Regions from separate parts of the Sus scrofa genome. Here region 2 is linked to region 1. A link is a contact called in public HiChIP or PLAC-seq data. All regions are on one chromosome and are shown on one strand. Each heading gives the region's core, a stretch centred on a gene start, on an enhancer-like site or on the middle of the called end of the contact. The rest is flanking DNA. Distances are from core to core; before and after follow the strand shown.

Evidence for each region. HiChIP or PLAC-seq counts read pairs in DNA pulled down with a chosen protein or histone mark.
Region 2: a contact with region 1 is called in an H3K27ac HiChIP or PLAC-seq map of skeletal muscle. The contact joins the promoter of WSB2 here to the promoter of VSIG10 in region 1. A contact is called at or near these places in 11 of 47 Hi-C or Micro-C datasets (brain, embryonic fibroblasts, fibroblasts and 4 more) and 2 of 2 datasets of contacts at active chromatin or transcription factors (alveolar macrophages and skeletal muscle).

Annotation. Positions count from the first base shown.
Region 1 is chr14:34,556,815-34,559,584 of Sscrofa11.1, forward strand. VSIG10 (V-set and immunoglobulin domain-containing protein 10) reads left to right here and starts at 1,346. Exons shown (of 10, transcript XM_001924427.5): 1 at 1,346-2,089; 2 at 2,294-2,517. The coding sequence starts at 2,439.
Region 2 is chr14:34,607,641-34,610,410 of Sscrofa11.1, forward strand. WSB2 (WD repeat and SOCS box-containing protein 2) reads left to right here and starts at 1,325. Exons shown (of 9, transcript XM_001925977.5): 1 at 1,325-1,454. The coding sequence starts at 1,433.

The sequences.
Region 1 (2,770 bases), core at 96-2,595:
ACAGGGATCAAGCCATGAGACACTGCGGTGGCCTTCTGGGGAATTCAGGAATTAGAAAACCAGGAAACATTCTGTGCTTTGGATATACAGGCCCCTAAATAGTAAAGATGAGTACCTAAGGAAAAATTTCAAAGGACCCCAGATTCTTGCATCTTCCCATACAAAGAAAAACACTAACATCATTAACTTGAGATGTCTGTTCTTCCAGCCAAAAAGTTCTAACACATCCTGGCTCCCTCCCTTTTCTCTTGGAGCTGTTCCTCAGACCTGTCTGAAACTGTCTCTGTGGCTGTGGTGCTCAGTAAGTTTTCAGAATAAAACTTAACTCACAAGTTTTATACTGTGCATTTTTCTTTCAAGTTGACAAGACCAAGGCAGCCTTAGCATAAGTGACAAGATTGGCATATTGGCGGGAATTGGAGTCACACAGACATGGGTTCCAGTCCTGGTTTTACCACCAACTGGCTTGGTGACCTGGAGTTTAACCCCCAGCTGGAGGTTTCTCACTTGTAAAATGGGATTGAATGATTCTTCAGGTCCAAGGGTTGGAAGGACGGCCCAGTGAGATTAAGACTCTAAAGTTGCTTTAGAAAAAGTTCCCAGCTATGCAAAAGTGAGGTGCTGTAATCACTGCTGTAAAACATTGTGTAGGAGGTTGATCCTTCTGACAGTGGAGAGCTGGGCCTAAGCACCGAGCATTTGATTCAGCAAATATACCAGGAGGGCCTACTCTGAGCAAGTTCCCCTTGAGGTACTGTCAGGGTCACAGAAAATTCCAGACCCTCAACAGAACACTCACCACTTACTGATTTTATTCATATCTTGTTAACTTAAGGTGAGGATGTGAGGTATTCGTCAGAAAAGCTTGAGGAGCTGCAAGGAAATTTCATTTGCTTATTTAACATATATTGGGTGGTAACCAAGCTGCCAGGCTCTGGGAATAAAGGATGGTGAGGTGAATCATGGAGAGGCTTGACTTTCCATCACAAAGTAAAAAGATGAAAAACAAAAGCAAAAGTGGGAGAGGAAAGAGGAAAACTGTCAGGAGCTGGCTGAAGAGGTAAAATCACTGAGCAAAAGTGGGAAAAAAAGGAACTTTATGCAACTTTATGGCTCAGTTCATGGGCGAAAAATGCTTCTTCACTGGTTTCAAGAGGATTTCCTCATGGGAGAAGTATTTCAGTAAGGCACTTTTGGGCAACAGAGTGAATGATTTTCTTATAGCATTTTGTCCCCCCCCCAACATTTTATGATGAGGTGACGAGAAAATTTTCAAACACAGAAAAGTCCAAAGAATGGGAACATTCCTAGACTTCCTGCAGTCTACAGTTAATATGTCACTGTATTAGTTGCAGTTTTTTGTTTTTTTGGCTTTTTTTTTTTTTAAGACGAAGTTTCTGGTACAGCTGTTTCAGGGAGCACGTCTTCCTAAAGAGATTGTAACCCTGTTTTCCCCAGGACAGAAGAATGGGATGGGGGTATGGTGGGAAGAGGGGTATTTTAGCCCGGGAATGTAGCTCTCTGGGAACCAGACTGGATGGGGGCGGGGGAATTAAAAGGGAAAAACAAAAAAGCTCTCGAGAACCCAGTTCCGCTGAACCTGGGCCCTCACTCTTACTGTGAGGTCTCATCCAGTTAACCGGAGGACCTGAGTCTCGTGGCTGCTCTTGGCTGGAAGGTCTAAGGGATCATCTTTCTTCTGATCTAGACTTGCTTCCTTCTGCAAAGGGTTGAGAAGGGCAGCGATGGCGGCCCCGGCGCCCGCCCGGAGCACAGGGAAACAAATGAAAATCTCTAGAGCAGCTCAGCCGAAAGAACCCTGAATTCTGCAGCTTGGCAGCCGGCCCCTTCGCGACGCCCCTCCGGGTGCAGCAGCTAGAGCGCCCGGGAGGCAGCAGCCAACGGGCCGGGGCGGGGGTGTCCTCCTGCGGCAGCTGCAGGGATCTACCCGGCCCAGCTGGCCGCGCGACTCTCGGCCGCCGTCCCGGGCGGAGTGGGCTCTGGGAGGGACCAGCCTCAGCGCTCCTCCCCCGCCGGTCCGGACCCGACTCGGCGCGCCCTCTGCAGAAAGCCCTCCTCTCCGGGCGAGGTAGGGGAAGTTGAACTCCCGCCTGGATGGGAGGCGGGAGGGAGCCCGACTCCTGTTGTTTTCCGCGAGCCGGAGTGGGTGGCGGGCGCAGGGGGCGGGGTGCACCCTCCCACCCTGGCCGGGCGCTCCCGAGAGAGAGTCGCGCTCGGAACCCAGCGCAGCTGCTAGCCTCACACATCGAGTTCACCCAAGCATCCTTCGTAGGGGCTGCGGAAAGTGGAGCTACTCAGTCGTTCCGAGGACCTGGGAGGAGCACTCAGTACCCCAGGGGCTGGGCCCTGAGGGGCGCACACCCAGCCTAGCCGGAGCCTGCGTTTCCCGAGGGGCCCCTGCCCACAACTGGGGCGAGATGGCCGCAGGCGTCCGGGTGCCGGAACCTCAGGTCCTCGTCTGCCTCTGGGCGCTCCTGACCCGCTGGGTCGTCGCAGGTAAGGGACCGCGATCTGGAGGGAAAAGTTGAGCTTTGCCAGGCAGCGGTGGGGAGCCTAGAGCCGGGGACCGAATTCCCTCCTACTCTGCGGGATCCGGTTGTGGCCTCGGCCCGGGAGTCGCCCCGGTAGGGTCTTGAGTTTCCTGCTCGCAGCTCGGTTTTTTGCAGGGAGGAATTTTCCCGGACGCTTGATGGAGGGGAGGACATCCTCACCTTCTTGGAGTGGGCAGCGGGCGAGGCTGCAAAGGGCC
Region 2 (2,770 bases), core at 75-2,574, 51 kb after region 1:
AGCTCTAATCAAAGCCGTCCCATTTCCAACTTGCTTCCTTTTCAAAGCAAACCCATGCTTCCTACCTTAACCTCCCATGTTCTGTTTGACCCAGTTCCTCCATTTTCATGCTGTGTGTTTAATACAAGCCTCTTTCCCTTGCCCCTCTTTTTACCTCTGCCTGTTTTCACTTTTGTTCCCTGTAATTCCTCAGGCCTCCTGGGTCACACACAAGTTCACCCAGTTTGTCCATTTTTGGACCCCCTACTCCTGTTGACTCCTCTTTTTTTCTGGCCGGCTGCCCGTTTCTCATACCCCTTTTAACCGGGTCATATTCATTCGCACCCTCCATTTCCCGATAGTCTTTCCTTTTCTGGTTTCCATTTTTTAAAAAACGGAGGCTCCTTCCTCTGATCCTCCATTTTTAGCCCCCTTTACTCCTCTACTTCGGCTCCCGCTTAACCTCTGGGCTCCCCCTCCCTCCGGTGTTCCTGGACCCCTCACCCCCCAGTCCTGTCTTCCCTTTTTGTTTTCTCGATTCTTCCGATCCCCGGTGTCTTCAGGTCCTCCTTCCTGCCTGCTCGCCCCTCCGTTTTACCTGATTCCCATCCCTTTCCACGCTGCCCCATCACCCTCAGTTTCCTCCTCAGCTCTCCAGTGCCTTTCCGTAGTCCCTCCCTCGTTTTCCCCTCAGCCCCGCCGTACATCCCCTTTTTTGTTACCCACACCTCCCTCGATCTTCAGTCTTTACCAGACGCGTGTCACTCCCCTCCCACTCTGTTCCTCCCAACTCTCCCCCAACCGGGTTCTACCCCATCCCTGCGATCTCCCTGAGCCTGGCTCCTCCCAGGTTTACCGGTGTACCCTCCGCCCCCTGTTTCTCCCCCCACCATTTTCTCCTCCAGCTCGTTTCCCCTCAGCCCCGCTCCCCGACCCTCCCCTCGATTTTTTTCCTGCCCCAGTTCACCTGCCCGCCCCAACCCCGTTTTTTCCTCCAGCAACCCCCGCCTCTTCCCGGGTTAGATCCACTCCACACCCCCCAACCCCGTTTTCCTCGTTCCTTCCCTATCTTCCTATCAGACCCACTCCCCCTCCCCGCGCCGATCCCGTCGGCCTCCATCTGCCCCCCCTTTCCCGTCAGCCCGGCTCCCCCGCCCAGGGCCGAACCCTCCTGCTTCCACCTGCCCGCCCCCGCTCTTCCCGCAGCTGGCTCCAGGGTTTTCTCCCGCCCGCCCCCAGCCCCGCCCCCGCGCGTCCCCGCCCGCGCCCGCCGCCATGTGACGGGAAGCAGCTGATGGCCTCTCCGGGCGGCGGCGGGCGCGGCGGCGGCTGCAGGGCCGGGGCCGGGGCCGGGGCCGGGGCCGGGGCCGGGGCGGGGGCGGGTGGCGCGGCGGCGGCATGAGGGCCGGTGGCCCTGGGGGCTGAGGCGCCCGCCGCCTGCCGCGGGCCGCGCATGTCCTTCATGGAGGCCGGAGGTGAGTGGGGGCCGTGGCGCGCGTTCCCCGCCGACGGAGCCGGGCCCGTTCCCGGGGGTGGGGCGCGGGCGCGGATTCGGTCGGGGCGGGGGCGGCGGAGGCGCGGGGCCTGGGCTGTCCGCGTCTCCTGGGCGGGGTGCGCGCCCGGCGCCCAGCTTTGTTTCGCTTTCGCTGTCAGAGGCCGCCACCCCGTCTCCTGCCGCCGACTGGACCGGAGGAGGACGGGCCTCTGCGTGGCGCGGCTTCCCACCCCCCTGGCACAGTGGGGGGCGCCGGGATCCCGACGCCTCGGTCCGAGTGGGACGTGGGGAGTGATACCCGAGGATGTGGGTGCCCAGGTGCCAGGTGACGCGCTGTAGGTCTGGATGAGAGTCCGCTCTGCCCCTTCCAAGCGGTGTGCCTGTGGACAAGCCACTTAATCCAAGTCCGTTTTGTATCTACAAAATGGGCTAATAATAGTATCTGCCTTAGGGGGTGGTTGGGGGCTTCCCAAACTTGCATAAAAATGGGGTCTGGGGTCCGTATTGAAAAAATATATTGTGAGCCTCTCCCAGTAGAGACTGATTCGTCGAGGTGGGGGTGGAACTGGGATGCTGATCCCTGGTGACACGGATGATGGGACAAGTTTAGGAAACACCGGTGAGTGAGGTGCTTACCTCTATTCTTGTTAACAGCTGTCATCAGAAAGCGGTATCAAAGTTAGAGAATATTGGATACCCTCGCAGGGTCAGCCCAAATGAAAGAACAGTCTCAGTGGGGATGGTGTACTTGTTATGCAAAGGCACGCCCTTCAGGCTTTTTCCTTCCAACCACATTACCCCTAAACCCCACTAATATAGAAATTTGGGGTGGGCTTGTGATTTATTCTGGGAGTTCCAGCTCTTGAATACTCCCGTGCTTAAAGGCAAAGTTTCTTTAGGGGAAATCCTCAGAAGGGGTCAGGCCTGGGCTCAGGATTTGTTCCAGAAACCCTTTTAATTCTTCCAGTGAAGTTCAAGCTTCATCTTGATCTGGAGGATTCTGATTGTGGATGTCTGTGTTTTTCCCTGGCTTGTTTGATGGAGGGGGGATGGTAGGTTGAAATCGGGGTATTCCCTGGGGTGGTGTTAACTTTTTAATTTGGGAAATGACATTTCTTTGTTTGCTGGAGTCAGGCATTCAGTGCTAGGTGCAGAGGTAGTTCTCTCAGCCTTCCTATCTAGATAAGGGCTTTCTTTTCAGTGAGCGTGTTACCCATAGAACTTTTTAAATGGCCCCTACTGTTTGCCTGAAATCTTTGAATCTTTTTATAGCTTCCGCTGTCATTCCATTGACTC